Linked DNA regions of Mus musculus: region 2 is linked to region 1. Evidence: chromatin contacts called from public HiChIP or PLAC-seq data. All regions are on one chromosome and are shown on one strand. The core of a region is the stretch at or near the end of the contact, and the rest is flanking DNA. Distances in the headings are between cores, read along the strand shown. Region 1 holds the start of Zfp59 (zinc finger protein 59). Region 2 has its middle 8.0 kb from the start of Gm10046.

Region 1 (5,385 bases), core at 265-2,764:
TAAGGAAACACTTATGGTGGACATTAATCTCTAGTTACGTATTCAGCGCCCCATGGCTCCTGTGGAGAAAACAGAGGGCAATTAACTGATTTTACTTCCATGAAGGATAAGGGGTAGCACTAAGAAAAGAACTGTGACACAGGAAAGATGGAGCAGACCGACCAGAATCACACTGTGGAGAGAAAGGAGGACGGAACACATTGGATGACAGAAGGCTAAGCATCTTTATAAATGATCCAAAAGCCGGTGAAACAAAACCCAAGCTTTGCAGAAGCAGTCACTTGGGTCTGTCTGGAGACTCCTTGCCTACCTCAGTAATCTGCTCGTGGGATAACTCAAAATAGATGGAGTCTTTAATATTTAAAAGTGCAATACAAAATATATGAAGTAATAGATGCCCCGCCAAGAAAAAAGGATAAAAGAGAAAGCTTTCCACAGCAACATCTTCAGGTAATGAGCGTTTCTCCCACAGGTGAGCGTACAGGAACAGTTCCCTTTCCAGATCCCCTCGTGTCATTAGAGCTTAAGTGTCTCCATTTTTATTGACTTCACTCAGAGTTGAGATGCTGTCCAAATCAGCTATGCTCTGTTGCTCTTGGAGGGTGTTGTTCTATCAGTTTTTTAAATTGACAACATTTGAATGTGTTGATTGATTTTGCTATCATTCCCTATTGTTCTAGCGGGACTTCCCCCCTCTTCATGTTTAAAGGTGTGCTATTTGAGTATACTCTGAGTTAATTTTGTTTATGTATTTATGTACTTATTTGTTTGAGACATTTGGGGTATCCTCTGAATTTTAGTTTATTTAGTCCTTTCAAGACAGTAGGAGTGTATTCTGAGTTTATTTTTAATTAATTTTTTTCAGACACCTCCTCTGCCTCCTTAGGGCGGTGACTAAAGGCATGTGCCACCATAATCTGAGTGTATTTTAGTTCTTAGACAGGGTTTCACTGGGTAGTCCTCGGTGGTCTCTTCTCACAGACATGCAGCTGGCTGTGCCTCCCCATCGCTGGGATAAAAGCCATTGCTACCACGCCCATGTTTACTGTCACTTGATGACTTGGCCTCTTTATTAATCTACCTCCATTTTATAATCGACCTGAGTTTTCTTTTGATCATGCGAAGATGGTTACTTTGAATCTGCTAGAGTATTTATCTTTAATATATTTTCTGTAGTTAACACATAGCTGGGTCTGACTTTTCAAATCTAAATGTGGCAAATTTTGGCGTTTAGACGATTTACAGTACTTTTAATGCGATTAGTTTTATTAAGAGGCTCGTCTAGCCTGCCTAACGGACACAGTTCTGTTGGTACATAGCGATACGGTCCTCAGTCACATTTTCTATCTAAAGCAGGGAATTCAGACTCCTCCGTCTTCTCTACAGGAGAAAGAAAATCAGTTACGCGGAGAACCGGAAGTACCTTTTGCTCAAAGGAGGGCGCCTCCCCTTTAAGCGCGCACCCACGTGGGCACTCCCACAAGCCACTGGACTCGGTTTTCTGATGGGCTGGCCCGAGTTGCACGCCGGGATCTCCGGGACGCTCCAGGCTTCTCCAGGGCTTTGCTTGTGACAACTGTGTTTTCCGGGACCACCGCGCCGGAAGTAGCGCATAGGCTTTTGGTTTATGTCTCCCCAGAGTAAGACCGGAGCCAGCGGGCTGGGAGGGGTGTGTACAGGCGGTGGGGTGGCTGTATGGTGTGTGTGTGTGTGTGTGTGTGTGTCTTTGAGTCTAACTGTATACACACCTTGAGCTCTCTGCATAATCTGTGTCTCTGTGCTTGTCGCTGTCTGCTCCTGCTTTCTCTCAGGGACACAGGGACTAAAGCAGAGGACCAAGCTTCAGTAAGGGGAGGTCAGGTGCGGGGTCTGAAGGGAAGCTTTCCCCGAGGCTCAGACTTGAGCTTAGGGCTATAATTTAAGGACGGGGGTGTCGTCTTGGAGGGAGGGTACTTGTTGAGTCCCCTGACTTTCTCAGAGCTGCAGCCATTGAGCATGCTCTCAGATATGGTCTGCGATCTCATGCTTACTCAGGCTTCCCTAGGTGGCCATTCCAAAGGAGGGCTGGAGAGGGATGTGGATTCAAGAATGAGTTTTCTGTTTCTGTTTGAAAAATGAGGTTTTAGTTTTAGAATATGGAATGGAAGTGAGGGAAGGAGGAACAGGCGAATTGATACCTCCACCATTGTGTCCCTTACATTGTCCCTGCCCTTTCCACTTAGTTTCAATGATCCGTGGCGTCTTCTCCCACAATCTCTACCTTTTCCTGAGATGTTGTAACTAGGAATTTCTAGAGGGTAGCGTTAGGGCTCTCAACTAAATCAATTTGTATCTTGATGGTGTCACACCTCAGATGGCCTTTGATCTTTACAGGCCTTCATTCGAAGCAAGGGAAGAATGTAGGCGATAGATGGTCTGGTCACCAGGGAGGATTTGGGGAGTGGGAAAGTAATAGCACTGAATTTGGCATCCTTGAGGACTAGGTATTTTGTGTGTGTGTGTGTGTGTGTGTGTGTGTGTGTGTGTGTAAAATGGGTAATGTTGGCCAGATGCAGATGAGCAATGCCATGTTTAAATATAGGGATGTGGATCTGTGGTATCCCGTTGGAGTCTTGGTTCTGTCCCCTCAGGCTCTCCAGGCCTGTCAGGAACCTTAGGATGCCTGTGGTGAAGTCTGTTAGCGCAGTGCCGCCATATCCTAAGGGCCTGGTGTGCTTTAGTTGTTGCTCTGTGAGGTCATTTTGGGTTCCTTACCTGGTTATTGCCGCTGGGACAGGGCCAGGGGATGTGGGCCACAAGCGTGGATGGCTGCTCCGGACCTAAGGCTGGTTTGTATAATCATGTACATTCCCTCTTTTAAGGAAAGTCCCCCCCTCTTAATGATAATGTCTCCGTGATAATCAAAGACAGCATGAGTCAAGGTGTGGCTAATGTCTCCACAAAATGGGACCTTCAGAACAGCACTTAAGGCTGTGGGAAAGAACTCTAAAAACATGGATTCAAAAACAAATAATTTCTCAAATAATGAGGATGCGGTATGAATTATATGAGGGGGCTTCAGGAAGAGCCAAGGCAGCTACAGTAGGAGCCAACTTGTCAGGAAACCACTAAGGGAGGAGGTAACGGGGATTAGGGAGTGGCAATTGTAGGAGATCCCACCCCGCTATGGTTTTTGTTTGTGCATTAAAGGGCAGATGGATTCCTGAGCTCAAGGTCAGCCGGGGACTCTTTAATTTAGGCCCACGAGTGGTATAAATGGTAATTTCCGTACAGGGTCCCACCCTGTTAGTTTATCTTTTGTGTAACTGCGGCAGGCAGATCTCTGAATTCTTTTGCAACTCTAAAAAGAAGGTTGTTTGTGTTTGCAGTCTCCTAAGAATTAAGGGGCAGGGTTGGGGGGGTGGGTTCCACTTGATGCTGATTCATTGGCTAGTCCAAAGGGAACCTGGAGTAAATGACTGGATTGATGTGTAAAATAAAAGACAAGGTTTTGATCTGCAAGAGATGAGTTATCCAGAGAAATTTTCTAGAACAGCAAGAGAGAACTTCTTGGAGAGCTGTCTCAAGCAGAAGAGAGAGAGAGAGTGAGAGAGTAGGTGCTATCTGGAAAGCTCCAGGAAACAGACCAGAGAGGAAGCATGCTGTTGAGTTGTCTCGGGCAGAGCTCAGGCTGCTGGCTTTGACTCATCCTGCTGTTTGACTTGGAGTTCTTTGATTTTGCTGCTCCCAGACACCCCTTCCTTCCTCAGAACCCCTCTCCAGCCTGAGGCTGTTCCTAGGTAGTCATCGTGTTTCACAATGTATCTCTTGAGCGTCTGCTGTGGCTGACATTTTGTAGTCCTTGATCGGCTTCTTCCCAGCTCTCCCACTGTCAACGATGGCGCTGCACATCCAGCCTCCGCCACTCAAACCCCAGTAACCGGCATCTTACTGTTCCTAGGAGAAAACAGCTTCAGCTTCTGCATGAGTGAGGTCGTGGGTGTTTGTCTTTTATTTAAAGACTGATTGATTTTCTTCATAATTGTGTGTGGGGAGCTGTGTGTACATGAGCACAGGTGCCCTCAGAGACCTCAGGTACAGCATCCCCTGGAGCTGGACTTCCAGGCACTGTAGCTGTCAGGAAACTGAACTCTGTCCTCTGGAAAAGCCGTAGTGGCTCTCAGCCCCTGAGCCATCCCCAGCCCCCGCAATTGCTTTTTTCTCTTTAGTGTATTGCACGTGTTATTCTCCGTGTGCATCCATGTTGTAGTAAATGGTTCACTGTGTGTGAGCCCCATCCTCCATGTGCTTGGTCCATTCATGTGTTGGTGGGGTCCCGTATCACTGCTATGGAAATGATGCTGGAATGAAAGCGAGAGTGTGACTATCTCTTGGAAGTGTATAAAATGTATACATATTATAAATAATCATAGAATGCATAAATGTGTATGGTGGAGATGCTCAGTGGGTGCAGTGCCTGAAAGCATGGAACAGTGCAGTGCCAGATGCAGCAGTGCATGTCTGCAGTCCCAGCCCTCCTGTGGCAAGAAGTGGGGTGGAGACAAGAGAATCCCTGGCAGGCTGGCTAGCCTGGTGTACGCAGAGGGAGGAGGAAAGGCAGGATAACGGAAGAAGGAAAATCTATATGTAAATATTGTGGGCAGACAAAACTGTAAAATTTTATAAAATTATCTGACATGTACTTGAGAGGTGTCCATGCTGGTGCATGGCTGTAATCTCAGCATGGATGGAGGAAGGAGCTTTAGGAGTTCAGGGTCAGCCTGAGATATAGAAGAGGCCGTCTCAAAAACAAACAAACAACCCCACAGTGGATTGCACCAAGGCTTAGACCTGTTGGCTGGAGCACTGGGTCCCCATTTGGTGATGGCTGCTCCCTGGTGCAGCATCTTAGGGAGGTCTGAGGGTTGTGTGTGCTGCCCAGAGCTTGTGAGTGGAGGGTCAGTGCTGCTGAGTGTAGTACAGAGCACAAGATGGTCCTCACACAGCCCAAGACAGAACAGTTGTGTCAGCCGTGCGGAGGTTGAGAAACTCAGTTCTAAGATCAAAAAGACCTAGGACACCTGAACAAATTTAGTAATGTTTTGTTCAAAATCTCACATAATATGGAAAGAGGGAAACATATCAAACTCACCTCCTGTGACAGGATGTTTTACAGCTAATTATCTTCATAAAGGATCATGGCTTAATTGAGACAACATAAGTGTTATCATAGATGAGGGAAGGTTCTCAGGAGAGTGGTCCATGGTGCACAGTCCCATTCACTAACAGTGGGCACAGAATGCTGGACGCTGCCTGAGCACTGCAGCCCCTCCAGCCTCGCTGTGCTTCAGCCCTGAGTTTACACAGGAGGGGCCACCTGGATGCTGTGAGCCCCTGTGAGCCTTG
Region 2 (4,929 bases), core at 229-2,728, 82 kb before region 1:
CTATGGCTATCTGGAATAGATTCTTTTATTTCACTAAGGTTCTGCTGTGTGGCTGGCCAATGGGAAGTATTTTGGCAATTCTAGAGTCCTTTAAAATCGCTTAGTATTTTAATCTGGGTTTAAGGCATTAAAAAGCAACAGAACAGTTTTCTAAAACTTCTGTAAGTTTAGTTGCCTTATTTTGTCAGCAGTAGCAGGGCGATACAATCCAACACCACCAGCAGACAGAGGAGTCTCTTCACCCTTTGGGACCCAGGATACAGTTTTGTTTCTTAAAAGCTTACACTGAGAAGGGCTTGGGGATTCACACTAGGATCCATATCACCAGTGCAGCTGCTGGCCAGCTAATAAAGACTTAATATTGGCTTAAGCCTGCCTCCAAGTAGTCTCTGGTGGATAGGTCACAACACTTCAGGAGGTTCCACTAAGATCCCTAGAGACCAAACCTCAAGACACGGGAGGCCTCGGAGGCTCTCAAGAGCAGGAAGAGTGGTGTTGACATAGTATGCAACCTGAAGACTTTCCGGGTCCCCCAAGACTCCCCTTGATCAATCACTGCCTAACGCTTGGGAAGAGTCTGAGGCCTCGACTCCCAAAGGAAACAAATTAAAACGTTGCTTGGTCTGTCACCTCCAAATATAAGTCTGGTTAAAGCATGACCCGTCCAGCAGGTCCAGTTATTCGAGGGTCTAGAGGGGACCTTCTCCTAAGAACCAAATGGTGGGTAGAGAGAGACGAGGGTCTTGTGTGAATAACGACACGGAAATGTTCTGAATTGCATCAAGACCCCACTGTATTGAGAAAGGCCCAAGGCTTAAATGCACAAGCAAAAGGGGAAGTACAGGTACTTATCAGTGGGAGGGGTGGGGCAATACAAGCAAAAGGAGAAGTACTTATCAGTGGGAGGGGGGCAATAGAAATTTCTTCTTTTGGCAGCTACAGAGTAGCTTTTGGTAAGCAGGAACTTGGTGGTATCAGGGTGTGGTCAGGACATCGATGATGACTTAGGGCTGGAACATTCTGTGGTTGTTCTTGGAATCGGAGTGTCGGTGGCCTGCTTTTGACCCCCTTTTCTTCTGGGGGGGGTGGGGAGAGGCCCAATTCAGAGATCAGGACAATTGTGTTGTCTTAATAGCTCCCAACAAAGGCACCTTCTGTTTAGGACACAAAGGAAAGGCCAGATGTGGTTAATGACCCATTGTCTTGAGCCAGTGTCTGGGATCCAAAGCTTTGCACACCCCCTAGTCTGATCAGGCATATGGTTGTTAAGTGGCTACTGGTTGTCTTTAGTTTGTGTGCTTATGTGTGAATCTCCCTGTGTGTTTCTGTTAGTTCCGTTTATTGGAGAAACATCTAAAATGAAGGAGTGATCCAACTGCTGCCCGGGAGTTACCCCCTCAATCTCAAATGCAGAGCCACCTCGAATCCCTTTTTAGCACAGTGACTGTGGCTGCAGCAGCGGCTGTTGCTGTTGCTATGGAGATGGATGACTGCAATGGCAGCTGTGAGCTGCTTGGCCCAAAGAAGAGTTTTGCAGATGAGAACGGGTTTGATGTCTGTTTCTTGTTTGGAAAAGCTCTGGACCTTCTTTGAAATCAACTGGCCATCTTTTGGAGTCAAGTGGCCCACTAATGGTTCACTCCTAAAATATGCAACCCCAGCCACCTTGAACAGTTTCCCTATAATGACTAGTTGGCTTTCTCTAGTGGAAGACATCCCACTCCCAGCTCAGGATCTGTGCTCTCCTGTTAGGGGACCCAAACACTTTAGGCTCCACCAGGTCTTCCAGAAAACAACAAACAAAACAAAACCCTGTTCTCTCAGCCCTCCAGGCTCCTGGAGCACCTGCTTGCTTCTTTTCTTTACTCCCACCCTTTGTCCTGATCAGCCCCTTTTTCTGTATGGAGACACAAAAGAGTCCCCAGGCACCTAAGTGAGTTGCACACAGGGAGGGAGGAATAGTCTCTCTTTGTTCCCTTCTTACTTGCTGTAAGCCGCCTATTGCACCCATTGGACAGAGAAAGGAAAAACACTCCCTCTTTCTTCTTTCATAGTTCATGTCTTCTTTTCAATCATTGACCTACGATGTGTTAGAATAGCGGCTAGCAAGCAGTTCCACATGTAAGAGCTTTTACTGGGGACAAAGAGGGTAAAGAGAGAAAGACAAAGGGGAACAGAAAAAAAGAGGTGGAAAAAAGTGGGGAAAACTCTATCATTTATATAGGCTGTGACTAATCTGTTTGCAAGTGAGTGTGGGAAGTGGGCTCTGGGAAGGTATGTGGTCGCCATAGCAACAGGTGACATGACACCTAGGTGCCACATCTTGAGTTTGGAGTGGATCTGCAAAACTGGTCTTTTGATGCCAACAACCTATAGAATTGGAAAACTTAAAACCCACTATTCTCAGAAAAATGCATCTGCTTAGGTAGAAGGATTGCTACCAGATAGTGCAGCCAAGATAGAATGGATTTTCCCTTCTGTCCAACACTGACCAAACAGGTGATTTTCTCTAGGCCCTTTTCAGAAGGGTTAAAGACAGCTGCTAAAAAGATTGCCTTGTCACATAGCAATCCCAGGTATGAGGAAAATGTTTATGCAAATTAGATGAATTTCAATGTATAAATAGGTCCCAGTTTCTGGAGGTAGCTCAAAAGGTAACAAAAACAACTGATTGAGAGAAAAGACCCTTTGCGTAAACTGAAAGCCACAATCACCTTCTTGATTGATGAGACAGTTAGACTACAGATACCCAAGAAAATATTGGTGTCTTGCCCTCTGTCAGAAGAATATCTTCTAGCTGAAAGTCTTGCCACCAATCAAAAGATACAGTTGGACTATCTTTCAGATTGACAACAAAGATTCCTGTGGGTGAGTCCTAGGGAGAAACCGAATCCCTAGGACTGGCCCAACACCAAATTTAACTAACCAATTTCTACTCTACCAGATTTTTAAAAAATTACACAGTTGCCCTAGAAACAAAAGAAGGAAATCACAGTTCATACTGCCTGGTTTAGAGAAACCGACTTAGAACATGCCTCTTCTGCCAGTGAAGAAACCTGGGACCTCTGACTAGAGAATCGTCCAAACTCCAAAGAAAACAAACAAGAGAATAGTGATCAGCCACCCGATGGTCCTGAAACGGTATACTTTCATGAGTCTAATTCCTCCAGAAAAAGAGGTGTACATTGTCTTGGACCTGAAAGATGCATTCTTCAACCTCCCATTGGCAGAGATGACTCAACCTGTATTTGTTTTAAAATAGAACCAAGGGAGGTTACAGAGGGCCAGGTTGCCCCAAGAATTTAAATGTTTTCCAACTATGTTTGATGAAACTGAAAGAGTAGTAAACTCAGTGCTCCAAGGTATGCTAATCATAAAACAGATAGCAACATTCCTCCACCCACCCGCTTCCTGGGTTCAAGGAGTGTTCATTCAAAGAAAGTCACCCTGACCCACCCTGACCATTGCTGGAACCCACTATGCAAAGGTGCTATTGTTAGGGGGCTCTTAGAAACTGTCTTGAGAGTTAACAATTACCATTCCTTGTGACACCTGTGACTTTGTACTTCCTTGTGACTCTTAACTGGTATTTTTGGTATTTTCCAACAACGCCCTTCCCACCTCCTTGAGTTGTGGTTTCTTCTTTAAATACCCCCTTATCCAGCTACTCAGGGCGCCACGGTCCTCTACCCCTGCGTGGTGTATGACTGTGGGCCCGAGAGCGCTCTTGAATAAAAATCCTCTTGCAATTTGCAGCAAGACCGTTTCTTGTGGGTGATTTTGGGGTGTCGCCTCTCCTGAGTCAGAACGTGGGGGAGTCCTCACGTTGTGGCTCTTTCAAAACATTAAGTGCTGACTTCTTGCCCTTTTGTCAGCTATTTCCTGGAACTATACTGTTATGATATATAGATGACCTCCTCCTAGCCTCTAAAACTAAAATAGATTATAAACTAAAATTCTGTTATAAAATAGATTAAAACTAAATAGATTGTAATCCCACTGATGAACTGCTAAAAGAGTTACAAGGCTTCAAAATGTTGTTTCATTTGAAAGCCCCACTTTCTACATCAGAGGGGACCTGATGAGGAAAGCAAATGGGAGCCTATCAGAGTAGGATTTCTGCTATCCTTCAGATCCCAAATCCAAAGACTAAGAGACAGGTTCAAGAGTTCCCAGGCAGCTAGGAGTTGCTGCCTCTGAATACCAGTGTTTTTGGAAATAGCAGATCCTCTATACACTAACAGAAATGAGAGCACTGAGCCCCTAATTTGGACTGAAACTAATCAAAGGCATTTGAGGCTTTAAAACCAGCTCTGACTTCGGCTATAGCCCTAGCACTTCTAGACATCTCAAAACCTTTGCATCTGTTTGTCCATGGAACAAAAGGCATTGCAAAGAGGGCTTTGACTCAAACACTGAGGCCATGAAAATGTCCTGGGACATACCTGTCCTAATGATAATTACAGGAAGCCTCACCTGTCTAAGAGCTGTGGCAGCTTTTGCTAGTCTAATGGAAAAGAAAAAACAAAACAAACAAACAAAACCAGAGACAGGATCTTACACTCACAGAACCCTAACTTGTTGAGTCCTTCCTCCAAGGAACACCAGAATTCTGACTATTTAGTAACTGCATGACCCACGCTCTCTGCTCTTGGACCACTCTCATGACCAGCTTAGGAAATCTATGATCAACAATCTTGCTACACACTTTCCTGATGATAACCTGTAGGTGGTCATCTATAACTGTCTTGAGATGACGTCTCCACATAAGATCTTGGTGCAGTGCTCTACACGGAGGGGAGCAGGTTAGTGAAGATGAAACCCAGTGCATGTGGCTGCAGTAATTTGTTTAAGTGAAATGAAGGAGGGCCCAAACTGTAGGGCTGGGTACCTCAGCCCAGAGAACAGAACTAATGGATCTGATCAGGA

What was found. HiChIP or PLAC-seq counts read pairs in DNA pulled down with a chosen protein or histone mark.
Region 2: an H3K27ac HiChIP or PLAC-seq map of embryonic stem cells shows a contact between it and region 1, with 15 read pairs. The contact joins the enhancer-like site here to the promoter of Zfp59 in region 1. A contact is called at or near these places in 1 of 39 promoter capture datasets (Sertoli cells), 4 of 484 Hi-C or Micro-C datasets (the G1E-ER4 cell line, the Patski cell line, brain and 1 more), 3 of 115 datasets of contacts at active chromatin or transcription factors (bone marrow-derived macrophages, embryonic stem cells and forebrain) and 3 of 9 other capture datasets (adipose tissue, embryonic stem cells and pancreatic islet).

The regions. Positions count from the first base shown.
Region 1 is chr7:27,837,070-27,842,454 of GRCm38.p6, forward strand. It overlaps Zfp59 (zinc finger protein 59), which reads left to right and starts at 1,515. Exons shown (of 5, transcript NM_011762.3): 1 at 1,515-1,640.
Region 2 is chr7:27,755,248-27,760,176 of GRCm38.p6, forward strand. No RefSeq gene overlaps it. Among named protein-coding and RNA genes, the nearest start is that of Gm10046, 8.0 kb to the right of the region's middle. Within about 2 kb of position 1,479, at least 70 of the 459 cell types and tissues checked have an H3K27ac peak or open chromatin away from gene starts, as enhancers often do. A contact at or near this core is called in embryonic stem cells and forebrain, where this site is marked.